Regions from separate parts of the Astyanax mexicanus genome. Here region 2 is linked to region 1. The links are chromatin contacts, called in public Hi-C maps. All regions are on one chromosome and are shown on one strand. The core of a region is the stretch at or near the end of the contact, and the rest is flanking DNA. Distances in the headings are between cores, read along the strand shown.

Region 1 (6,503 bases), core at 1,599-4,098:
ATAGGTAAGAACTAGCAAACATTTATTTACTATGGCAAAATCTATTAATTAATTAATTAATAACATCTTGTTAATATTATATTGATAATATTGTAATATATAAGAATTTGATATTTATATATTTTTTTAAATCCCAGAACTAAAAAACAGTTTTACATAATTTTTTTTTTTTTAAATATATTTAATGAAAAAATATTAATTGGCCAGATTCATACATATATAAAAATACATGTACAAATAAAAGACATTTTAAATAAATAAAACAAAACAAAACAAATGTAAGTATGTATTATAAATATACATTTTTGTGTACAACACTCCTAAAACTGCTGTTCTTAAAATTACACCATTCTAAATTACAACAAACATATCAGAAAACACACTCCAGATTGGCATGGCTAACTATCATCAGCTTTTTATAATACAGTTTAAATAAAAAAAAACAGTATAAAACATTTTAACTTAAATAATAAAGATGAACCATTTAGTCAGACTAAACATTTTAAATGGTAAATGGTGATGCAATTGTGGTTATATGTATAACTATTGTCTTTCATTAAAAAAGTAGGTGTAGGAAAATTAATTAATTAAATAACAAATTAGTTTAATGTAAGTTTAATGTAAGCCAAAGCTTTGAGCATGTCTTACGTGTCCTATTGTTGTTATATGATGACACCAGTATTACAGTATTACTTATTTCTGAAGAAATGATAAGTATGAAGAACTTGTTCACATGAAACAAATCATTTCTATTACACACTAAACCTCATTAAAGATTAGTAATGACTAACCCAAGCCCCTGACTCCCTGACAGCTCATGAGGGATTGAAAATCACATGTTCTCTTTAGGGTGACAGCTAATATGCTAATAAGCATCTTCTTCCTCCTCCAGGTTCAGTAAACACACAGAACAGAGGATTGGAGGAATTTGTGAGTAAGATGGTGCAACACTTCCACCTCCATGCTTCTCGCACCACCATGTATGCCTTTCCCATCATCTTCACTGTCATGATGCTGCTCTGCTGTGTGAAATGAGTTATTCTGTCCAGCCATCTATGCAAAGACAGTGCTTCTATACACTCTTTACAATAAAATAGGTATAAACAGATTTGTCAATTTCCTGTATTATATTACTTGGATTGATGCCACATATAAAGCATTGTTTTTTGGTTCCATATAATTTTGTTCAAAATTGTATTTCTAGTGTGCCTTAATTCATGTAAAAGTCATCCTTTATTAATTAAGGGTTCTACACACTCAATAAGAAATTGGTTATTTAACACTTTAAATCCTCATCAAGGACAAAGCAATGGAAATTTATCATTTTTTGTATTTAGCCCAGTGATAAAATCAATGAGTGTATTTTTGTCTGTTTTTTGAAATACACACCTTTATCAAATGTTTGAGATAATACATTCTGAAATCATAACAATGTAATAAAACAAAAGACATATGAAATAAAAATGTATGTTGTATAAGCTTGTATAAAACATGTTTGAATTACTGTTATAAAATATGACACTAAATTATGGATTTTTACCATTTCTTTCTAATTTATTTTATCTTTCTGTTATGTTGTCTTTTAATAATGTACCGTTGACTGCCCTGCAGAGTCCTACCAAAGATTCTACCCCCCTTTTAAGGCTGACTAAGACACAGAACAAATGAGAGGTCATTTATAACAAAGAGGTCCATGAGAGGTCATGGATAAAGAGAGATCAGAAAGCAGTCATGTAGAAATTAATTATAGCTTATGACAGTATTAATAATCTAGAGAAATATTGGACAAGGGACCTTCAAATATTATTTTTGTTTTAATGAAAATGGTAAATACCAAACACAAAACCAGATATTACTACTCCTTAAGTCTGTCTGCGGCTATAGGACTGAATTCACCACAAGAGGTCGTGTTCTCTTCACTTACTTGTTTGTAACATAAAGTAACACACCTTTTCAGCCCTGTGGGACACAACAACAAACAAACAGATAAATAAACAAAAATGACAAGAAAAACAAGAACTTTAAATGGTGTGTTAGGTTTTTGTTGGACTATAGAAACTAGATTATAATGTTGAAATAAAAGCCAAATATTGTTGCGTTACGTTCAAGCAACAAATGTTGATTGTGTGTGTGTGTTTACAAACGAGTTGACTTTCTGTGCTTTGTTGCCATCCAACTCTGAAAGGGCTTGTTAATGATCTGCGGTGTGTTTTCTGATAACAAAGTATTTTAGCTAATATTGAATAACTTTAGGAATGATATACTTTAAGAACATCAATTGTCCATCTTTTTTTTTTGACTGACCTTCATTTCTTAAAGTATTTTTTCTTTACTTAGTTGAGTACTTCTTGCCTTAATATGGATTACTCAAATAGCACTATTCACTGTATACCAACTCTACCTCTTCACAACTTCACAGCTGATGCTCTCAAACACATTAAGAGGGGAAGAAATGTAAGTAATTAACTCTTAACCACTTGAATAAACTCCAAGTTACTACATCATAAAGCTGACTAAGAAAATGGCACAATGTGCAAAGCTGTCATTTAAGAAAGATGTGCCTGTTTTGAGGAATATAAAATATAAAACATATCCTGTTTTGTTTAATACTCTTTGTTTACAAAATTAATAAAAGTTGTTCTTTAGTACTAATATACAGTGCAGGAAAAATAAAAACAAAAACTGAATTTAAAGCGTGTCTAAGGCTCATGTAACATTTCATACAATTTCTCCACAACCTGCGCCAGAAATGAAGCGGTAGTGAAAGAGTTAACAGGAGAAAAGAGGGCGGGGTCAGAGGAGCCGCCCCGTCCAATCCAGGAAACCTGTGCATGTAACGATATGTAAATGAGCGCTTTCAGGGGGAGCGAAACGGTGGGAGAAAGAGGGAGAGAGACATAGAGAAAACAAGAGAGAGGGATAGATGTAGCCTAGAGGCCCGAGGGGAAACTGGACAACGGGAGAGACGCCACACGGAGCACATGGACCCGCCGACGCGCCTAACGCTAACCAGTCCCGGAATTTCACCGAGCTCCGGTCATTAGCCGCCAGTTTTACCAGCACGCGGCGCAGCTTTAGCCAGCGGGGGTCGGCGGGCTGTAGCTAAGCGTTAACTGCTGTTTATTTAGTGGCGTTTGTAGCTAACGTATGTTTAAGTGGGTGGGGTTGGAGTTGGTCTGACCACGTAACGTTAGCTAAACATACATTACATACCACACCATACATGTAGGTTAGCTTGGTAGTTACTAGCTAATACGTGGTAGGGGGTGCTCGTCATTTTCTTATAGTGAGGATGGGGGTACGGAGTGACTAGCTTGCAGTATCTCTGTCTGTGTGTTTTATTTGTTTATTTTTTTAATGGTTAGCTAACTGGATAGCTAACCTAGCTTACTAGGTGTGGTAGGTTTAGACACCTGTAACGTTAATGCTGTAAAGTAACCTAGCTATGTGGTTAATATATGGCGTTAATTACTAGATATAAAACGTTAACATTCCGTCGTTAAGGCTCGGTTGCTAACCTAAGTAAGCTAATGTTAGTGTTTTGTAGCTAATATATTATATATGTGTGTATGTTTTTTAATAACTGTGTGTGCCTTTCCCAGCTGTTTTAAGCTCTGTTTTGTTTAACTGTAACCGTAACGTGACATAGTTAGGTTAACATAGGCTAGCTAACGTTACCTAGATAACCTGCTTATTAAAAGCAGGTTTTATCGTTACAAATGATGAAAATATCATTAGGCGAACACCAGCATGAGTTTAGCGACCAATTTCTTTAGCTAACTAACGTTAAAAAGGACGTTACCTAGGTTGGCTAACTAGCTAGTTAGCTTAGCTAGTTACGTTAAACCACGGCGTTACCGTTAGTTACTTGGCCTAGCTAACCTGGCTAACTAGCGTCTCCTCGACTGCTCTGTGTGTGTTGTGTGTTCTGGCGAAACGCTGCAGTTCATGTTTCGACAAGAAGTCAGTGTGCTGTCCTTCATCCCGTCGTGTTCGTACCTTTTCCAATACGAGAAGAGGAACATGTCTCGGTACAACATCTACAGCCTGCTGGACTGGGTTTACGGCGGAGTGGACCCCAAGTTCGAGGGCAACGGAGGCCCCGAGTGCGCCGCCTTCATCGCCCCCCAGCAGCGGCTGTGCGAAAGCCTCATCATCGTGCTCCTGTCCGTGGTGGAGGTGTTCTTGGCTTTAAGGAAAATCAACTTCTCCAGAGAGCACAGAGAGGCGGTGAAGGATGGGAGGAAGAATAAAGAAGACAGCTGGGGCAAGAACCTGTTGCTCGTGGCTCTCTGTATGACTTTTGGCATGGAGGTCGGCTTCAAGTTTGCTACCAAGACGGTCATCTACCTTCTGAACCCTTGCCATGTGGTCACTATGGTGCAGGTATGGTGTGTTCTGTCTGCTTGTCTATCTGTGTCTGTCTGCCTTTATAAAGATAAGGATACAGGTTGTTTAATTAATATATCATAGTTTGTTAGGGATGCTCACCACCTGTGCCTTTCCTGTTTGTCCTGTGATGTATCAGATTCAACTAAACTAATTATTATTTTAGTGGTGGACTAATCTGCTGATTACTTTTTTTTTATTATTCGATATATGAATGAATTAATTAATGAATGAGTGTTGCACTCATAGCCAGTCACGTTTTACACACGCCAATATACACTCAGCATTCATTTACACAAACCAGTGAGAAGCAGCAGTCAATCACACACAGCATACTCTCAACCAGAAACGACCTTCCGCCTGAAGGACTGCATTGGGCACTACGGAGTTGACCCAATGCAATGTTAAAATTTTATTTCAATCCAGTGTTGGATTATTTTTTTCACCAAGATCTTGCATTGATGATGGTAGAGAGTGACTGCTGCACAAAGCCTTTTCCAGCGCATCCCAAAGATTCTCAATGGGGTTAAGGTCTGGACTCTGTAGTGGTCAATCCATGTGTATAAATGATGAACTTGTGCTCACTCTTCCACAATTCCAGCCCAATGAATCCTAGAATGTTCATCTTGGAATCAGCCTATGCCGTCAGGGAAGGAAAAAATCTATTGATGGAATAACCTGGTCTATATTCAGTATATTCAGGTAGTCAGCTGACCTCATTCTTTCAGCACATACTGTTCCGAACGTGTACTTAGTTAAATCCAGGTTTGACCAGGCAGTGTACATGCATACACCCTTCCACACACCATGTAGAGCATCATTTTTTCTGGACTAGTTAAAGCACTTGCATGTTTTTTGGATTGTGGGATAGAACTGGAGTCCCTGGAGGAAGCCCACTCAGACACGAGGAAAACGCACACACACACTGAGTGAAATATAGTAAGCAAACTTTCCATTGGTGGGGGCAGCCCAAATTGCATGGGGGTTGAATGCCCTGGGGTCCTGGGTATAGAAGCATTCTACAGTGCCTTTGGAGCAGAGCGAGTTGGTTGGCTTTTCCCATGGGCCCAACAGTAATAGGTGTACCCTCAACTTTGTAATCAGGGAACCAAGCACTCTTAACTACTGAGCTACCACTATTGCTGTATTAAGGAAACGTTTGATGCCAGTAATCTTTTTTTCTAAGCAATCGTACGCATTTTAGTATGATAACATCATTGTGCTCATTAAATAACATTACTTATCAGATCAAAACATATCAGTGCATAAAAGACTCTAGTCTAGTTCCAAACGATTCCACAAATGGCAGGTATGTCTGCAGGCTTTTATTCCAATACAGCAGGATCACCTTCTGAATTAGTGACCAACTGTCTAAAGATTGAGACTAAACCCGGTAGCTCAGCTCTAACTCAAGGTCCTGTAACAAGACAATGACCATGTTTACTTTGTCACTTAATGTGATTAGTATATGAATGCGTTCTGATAAGATTTTAGCCGCATACATTTACATTTGGTAGTCAAATGCATTTCCAGTTAGACTGAAATCCAACCGCTAGATGTGTACTGGAACATGCAAATTTGCTCATTGCAGTGCAGTTGTTACTGATGTTTCAGTTGTAAAATGCCTCTCAAAGAGACAAATGCATTTACACTGCTCTGGTTCAAATGTGTCTCTGGCCACCTCTTGAAATGGTTTTAAATGTGCGCTGGGAGCATTTATACTTAACATTTGTGGATTGGCTTTATTCAGATGTAATCTTGATATTAAGAATACAATAACTGATCAGGGTCCTTATGTACCAAATCTGCATACAAACAAAAACATGGTGTTTGCCACATTTTACACTCACTGTCCGATGTACTGAATGTGACTTAAAAGTGGGAATGTGTTTTATTGTCATTTAGAGGCGATGCATTGACAATGCAAATGGGAATGGATTTTTTTTTCTTGTATGTACGGATGTTTTTAGCTTTAGTAGGAATTCTACACAGTTCTTAGTATGTGAAGCCCCTAGTGTGAAAAATGTAACACATTTAAAATAGTCTACTTACCTAACACTACTAAAATGCAATGGCAGGATCTTGTATGGTCAGTTTCTGCTTAAAGTTCTAGA
Region 2 (6,832 bases), core at 1,877-4,376, 40 kb after region 1:
GAGAAACTCACTTGTGGAAAACTACTAAAAACCCATGTGTACATTTGTTATGCTAACTGTTTAAGATTTGTCTGTAATTTTACGTTCTAGATTTTTGTTTAAATTGACATTACTTTTTAAAAAATTATAATTTTTTGGTCAAAAAGTCGCATTGACCATAATTCTATTCTTACACTAATCATCCAAAAATGGTTTATCTTTGAATGAATCAGACATGCAGATGTTTCAAGTTTTATGCTCAGCTGTACAGGGAGGGGCCTTATTGCAGTACTTGTTTGACTATATAAGGTTGTCCCATTTGCACATGCTTTCCATTCTGACTTGTGCTGTTGTGTGAAGCATTCTTTGCAAGCAGAGTGTGCCTTGGAGGAAAGTTTGAAAGCAATTTGAGCAGTTGGACCAGTTTAAGAGGTCCGGTTTAGGACACTGTTAGTAACCATGGAAAGAAAAAGGCACACACCAGCGTAAGAATAAGGCTCTGGGGACACAAACCAACTGCAACAACCAAAAAGTAGAGGAACTGTCGGAATGTCTGACATGCGAAGAGCCATGATTGTGTAGATTTAGAAAGCTGCACTCCATGGGTTATTCTGTGAGTGCCAGCACCACTGGAAGACAGCTGCATGACACAGGATTGCGTGTATGCAGACTATTATGAATACTGCCCTAAGCACTACGTTGAATGTAATCAAAAACTTGCAATATTGTCGTGCCAGACTGTTATGGAGTGACTCGGTGTGTCAGCAGGACATCTTTAGTCACACTTTTTTCTTGGTGGAGACAGCCAACAAAGGAACTATGTGGTTTTTCAAGCTGTGTGAGATGAATTATTACAGAACACCATTATGAATCTCTACAATTCCATGCAGACATTAGTCATGTTGCATTTGGCAACATGGCTGCTCAGCTCTTTATTAAGAGGCGCTACTTCTGTATGTATAGCTCAATAAATGTTGCACATAACAAGCTACAATCTACATGTTTATTCATTTGTTGTTTCTGATAACGTTTATCTTATCTGTGTTCTGATTAGCATTGCAATCCTTTCTTTTGGGTGCAGCTATTTTTTGATTGTGAGTGTAAAAGCAATAAAATAGGGAAAAAATCTAGGGATGCATACTTTATATATATATATATATATATATATATATATATATATATATATATATATATATATATATATATATATATATATATATATATATATTGTTTCTGTAGTGCTTAGGTTTCCTCAAAAAATACCATTGAAAGACTTGTTCGAAGCCTCACAGCTAGTCTACAAAGAGATGTACACGTCCATTAGCTAGGATTTCATGTGTTTTGGTGTAATTTGCATCACTCAGTCTCTGAAAACCAACAATTAATTTGTCAATCACTCGTCACTCTGTAGCTTCTGAGTCCTGTCTGTCAACTATCAAGCTGCCATTGAGCGACTGCAGTTGACTGTTGCCATAGTGTTTGCAGTACATCCCAATCATTGGCCCTTGGCAGTCCTTGTTAGAGCTGCTGCTGTTGTTGGACTGAGCGTATTGAATCAGCATTGATGGTGAGGGATCTATTCGATTAGCTGTTTAGCCTAGTGACTTTTCGTAGAGAAACGAAAGTAAACAAAACAAAACAAGCGAACAAGCACACCAAGAGTAGCCTGATCTTTTAGTTCTAGTGCAAATAAGGTTTGATCACTAGGGATGTGCACTGATACTAATTTCCAGTTGAATGTACATGTTTATGAACAAATATTCCATAGTTGTGGACTTTTACTGGTCTTGCAGTGTCAATAATGACCTGGGTATCGAAATTTGATATCAAAGAGGCACTGAGGTGTGTCTGTACTACCGAGTACCGAAAGCATATAGTGCAAATAAAGTTGCCAAACGGGGAGAGTGCACGCAGCAAGGTTAAAAAAAATAAATAAATAAAAAATAAAAAGGATGGTATCTGCAGTTTTGTGCTCCAGGCCACCAAGGTAAAAGTCAAAGTGGTCTAAAATCTGACTACTTCTAAAGAATAATTGAAACTTTATTTTCCTTTAAACTGAAACAGTAACAAACTATTTCTTAATTAAGTTTCGTTTCATACAGGCGCCTTGTCTGCTGTTGCCTATTGTAAAGTATTAGAGGTGTGTTGGATCCTGTTGTTGCCTAATAAAAATACACACCTTTTGATAGTCGCTTGGTGATATGATCTCGAACATTTCACTTTGATTTTGATTAATGAAAAACATTTTTTATTGAGCAACAGACACTGCAACTTCCTGTAGGATTGCACACACCTAAACTCTGACCTAGAAATGGCTTAGTCTAATATCATGCAATCTTTACTACTCATCTGTGTTTAAAGCATAATATTTGCTATGCATTTTTGCCTCATAGTCTCAAGATCTGAGACTGATCTCAGTCCATGCAAACTCAGGTTTCTACCGAATATGATTGTGGTTAGAGACATAGTTTTCATATTCACATTCCTGAGAATGTGTTGCATAAAAGTAACACAATCTATCATAGATCGAAAGAAAAAAGCAGAACATGCTTTGCATGATGATGTTCAGTGAGATAATGTGTGGGATGATGCAGAAATACAGGCTTTGTTCAGTCAGTGTGTGAAGCTATGAGATGGAAAAATGAGCATTTCTAAACACTGCTTTTATCAAAATAAAATCCATATGGAATAATATAAGTGCAAGGCTTTGTGGACACCTATTAGTTAGCTAAGTTGGAGGTTTCTTGAATTGATGCTTCTGGTACTTGATAAATCTGTATCAGAAAGGAAAATAACTACTTCTGTATGGCAGTGACTTCTTGTGTTGAAATGCAGTGTAAATTGTGTTTAAATGTAGAGTGGCCTACATACTGTTTATCATGGCTTGTCATGTGCTGCATAAAATGACCCATTTTAGCTAGAGATGGGACAATCGATCGGCAGTGTATCGGTATCGGCCAATTTTCAGCCAAAATACTGTATCTGCGATCGGACGATATTCCTCTGATTTTAGCCGATCCGATTCAGCAGTTCAGGGTTTAGCAGTTAGGGTGCGCATCCACTGGCACTTAAGATCCGATGCATCCCATTCATTTCAATGGAGAGAGTCGCCACATGCCGCAGTGCATGCTGGATTGCGTTGCATTGAGCGCAGCCCTGCCCTCCGGCAAGAAGTTGAGCAGATCTCAACTTTATTCAGTTGAATCCGGCCGCCGCGCTGCGTCCAACCAATCAGGAAACAGCAGGCTGCCACGCCACTCATATACGAGCCTCACAGTGAGGCTCACACACACAGAACAGGCGCCTTTCATACACAGATAGAGGCAAAAAAATGGCGAAATGTGGATTTATACAACTATAGATCACAGTGAGGTTTACTAAAAATGTAATCTTAAACTTATGATTGACTACATCTGTTGCTTCATTTAAATTCAAAAATGTCACGGACACGCCCATGTGCGGCAAGCCGAGAGATCTGGCACGGCGACCTGCGTTGAAGAAAAGTGCCAGTGGCTCACACAAAGCTGCAGTTCCTCATCCAACCACTAGTCAGGACTAACTTGTATCTTTCCTGAAAAGCATTTATTTTGGTCAGTAATGTTCTTGTTTATTTTCTATTAGCATAAATTACCAGTGTTTTCTTAGGCATGGATGTAATTAAGGGAATCTGGTTTTAATGTGGCATTTGGCCCCGCCCAAGATCGGTTTCGGCAATCGGCCGATCGAGATAAAAGATGATCGGCAACAGGAATCAGCCCCAAAAACACTGATCGGACTATCTCTAGCATTAGCTGTGTGCAAAGTTGGATACCGCTGTTTAGCAGAGCTTGCATTGGAGATGAACCAGTAACCTAAATGTGGGAGGTTTGGGCATTATATTTTCCAATCATTAAAACAACCCTGGTTGATAAATTTAAGTCTCTTATACCAGTTAGCCCTTAGCTAATAAATATTTTTTATTATAATTTTTTTTTTATGTGCGGGTCGAACGGGTCCTACCACCTTTTTAAGACATGTTGAGAGAGAGAGAGAGAGACACCAATCCTAGCGTTCTACATCAGCTGTCATTAGCTGTGTGTGTGTGTGTGTGTATATGGCCTCAATAAACCAGCCCTCAGAGACAAAGCCTGCTTGTGCTGAAGTGTGGGAGTCTCTGCCCTTCAGTTCTAGTCCTCGTGACCCGCTGTGGCCAGGCAGTTCAGCATCACTCACCTTGCAACAAAGTCAGCCGAGGGTTCAGTCTGGGCTAGAGGGTGCCTTTTGTTCTGGGCACGGGCAGCGTTATCTCGAAGGACAGATACGTTTCATTTTGAAAGTGAAAGAATGTGGAACAAAACAGTCTGTCCAGTGCTTTTTATTGTGCATGTGGTTTTCTTTTTCTTTTCAACACTTGACTATAGCATTTCCTGTATGTCTAGAGGGGTGGGGTGTGTACACTTGGCCTCACATGGTATCTGTCAAATCAACAAGGCACTGCCTGTTCCTTTCAACCTTGTTAGGCAGTTTAAAATGAGTGTGTGGAAGATGCCTTTCCTGTTTTCAGCCATCCTCTATAATGGTAAAATGTGACAGGAAATTAATAAGTATAGTACGAATATGATTGGCAATACAGTACCAGTACCAGTGTAAGAGTCTTTCCCTTCTGCTATTGCTATGCATGTAGAAATGTAGAAATTGTGCTTGCCTGGTCTTAGAGCTGAAGAGCAAGTTTACTAAAAATTACAAATTATTCCATCATGGTTTGTGAAGGTGGTCATTGTGTGTAAGTAAATGTAAGTGATGTGAAATTTGTGATGTTAACTTAAAGTTCAGCTTTCAGTAATTTTGAAAGTAATGTTTTTTAAACAAAAAAAATAAATGTTCAACTTGACTTACAGTCAACAGTGATCAGTTGGCAGCTTGCACGGTTATCATCTTTATGATATTAGTTATATGATAATATCAAAATTAATACAAATTAAGAGTCATAGTAACCAGTAACTCGTGTTTTTGTTAAGTCATTGAAATATTAGAATCTTTAAAGACCTGTTCATGATTTAAACTTGTGTACTTTTGTGTCGTTTTTGTTTAAAAACTAATTGTCAACTTTGACATAAAGGTGGGCAATCTGATGATATTCCCACTTGTATTGTAAACAAAATCTTATAATTGAGATACACACTGTGTTAACCTTGCTTTTAGAGCTTGTGGTAGAAAATAGGACCCATTGCATTGTGCTCAAACCTTTTATTCATTTATTTTTTGTAATATTTTAAAATAACAGTGCATAATAGGGGGTTTGGATTGATACATTATTTGTGTCCTTGAAAATATGTCAAACGTAGGCTACATGTTAGACTGTGTACTTTGTAACAGTGCTTTGTCTTCTATGATGTAGCAGGCAACAAATTCAGCCGAACATAGCTATATCTAGGTTTTGAAATACAGCCATGCCTTTATGTAATGCTGAACTGATATTGACCTTTAATAAACTTTAACACTTAAATTAATGTATAAATGATTTGATGGAAACGTAGCTTGTGATTGCCCTGGAGACAATGCTACCTTTAACTTAACAGGCACTAGCTGTTCAGTACATTTTGGAAAATATATAAATACAGTGTAGAGTTCCTGTAAAGGAACACCGTGCTTAAAAACACTGACCCAACTGTAAAGAGAGTATATTTAGTACAGTGTAATTAGCTAAAGAACTGGAAGTTTTAATAAAAAGCAATCTACTCTGTATATGACAGTGTTAATTGAACTGATCACGTTATTTGAAAAAAAAAAAAAAATACTGTGTATTTACAAAGTTTTTACATATTGTAATATATTATTTTACTATATAGCCCAGGCCTAAGTACAGGTTAGTCTACAGTACAGTAACTGGAAATATAATCACTACTATGTATTCTTAACTGTATGTTCTTTACATTAGTAAAGTCCAGTATGTGTTTATTCTACAAAGAAACCTGCAAGTCACATGTTGACAGTCAGTGTTCCTCTTGTTGTTTTTCAGCTCCCCTTCGAGAAGGAGATCTACTACATCCAGCACTCCATGCTCTACCTGGTGCCCATTTACCTCTTTAGAAAAGGAGGTGAGCATTCGAACATTGTCGTGTTCTCGCCAGTGACATAAAGACTGCTGACTGCTGGCCCACAAACACTTATCAGCCATGATGGCATGCATGCAAACACACCACAGCATCCTGTTTACACGTTTTCTGCTTCTTTTCACACGCTAGGCATGTAAAAAAAAAACAAATCTCATATTTGCCTGGCACCTGCTCTTCTCTCTGATATGGAGATGCTATTGTTTGTGGAGGTGTTTATTCTAGTGATGTGCAGAGAGAGAGAGAAAGAGAGTGAATGGTTTTAGAATGAGGATGTGCTCTGAGGTACCTAGATTAGTGCTGTTCTGCCATCTAGTGTTCAAACCTGGCTGTTACATTGTTCCTCAGCTTTGATGTGACATGGCTTGATCAGAGCGATGGTTAATGCATGTTTGCGTGTCTTTGTAATGATAACTTTGAAGACAGCCTGACCGATCCTCTGTGGGAGGAGCGAGCAGAGATTGGTTGGAAGCTGCTGGTAGGGTGTGTACTGGAATAAGCAGCCGTAGTGAAGGGAGGCTTTTGCACTGCAGTGGGTACAACGGGCTGGCTGGCATGTGAGCCCGCTGTTACAGTTACATAAGCTTGCAAAAAAGGACACACCTTGCTTTCCAGCTGGGAGACTTTTTAGTTTCTGATCAAGAATATTGCATCTAGAGGGGGGGGGTCAGTAGACTATTGAGTACAATAATATTGATGTTGATAATATACTGGTGTTTTATAAGGGTTGTTACTATAATTTGCCTTTTTTAAATCAGTTA

The links. Hi-C and Micro-C count contacts between places; a contact is called where the count stands out from the background.
Region 2: a Hi-C map of muscle shows a contact between it and region 1, with 11 times the contacts expected there. The contact joins the enhancer-like site here to the promoter of LOC103030241 in region 1. A contact is called at or near these places in 3 of 3 Hi-C or Micro-C datasets (blood and muscle).

Annotation. Positions count from the first base shown.
Region 1 is chr17:19,838,104-19,844,606 of AstMex3_surface, forward strand. It overlaps LOC103030241 (transmembrane protein 164), which reads left to right and starts at 2,849. Exons shown (of 6, transcript XM_007247060.4): 1 at 2,849-4,386. The coding sequence starts at 3,949.
Region 2 is chr17:19,877,610-19,884,441 of AstMex3_surface, forward strand. It overlaps LOC103030241 (transmembrane protein 164), which reads left to right. Exons shown (of 6, transcript XM_007247060.4): 4 at 5,978-6,056. Among protein-coding and RNA genes, the nearest start is that of LOC103030241, 40 kb to the left of the region's middle. Within about 2 kb of position 3,127, the one cell type or tissue checked has an H3K27ac peak away from gene starts, as active enhancers do.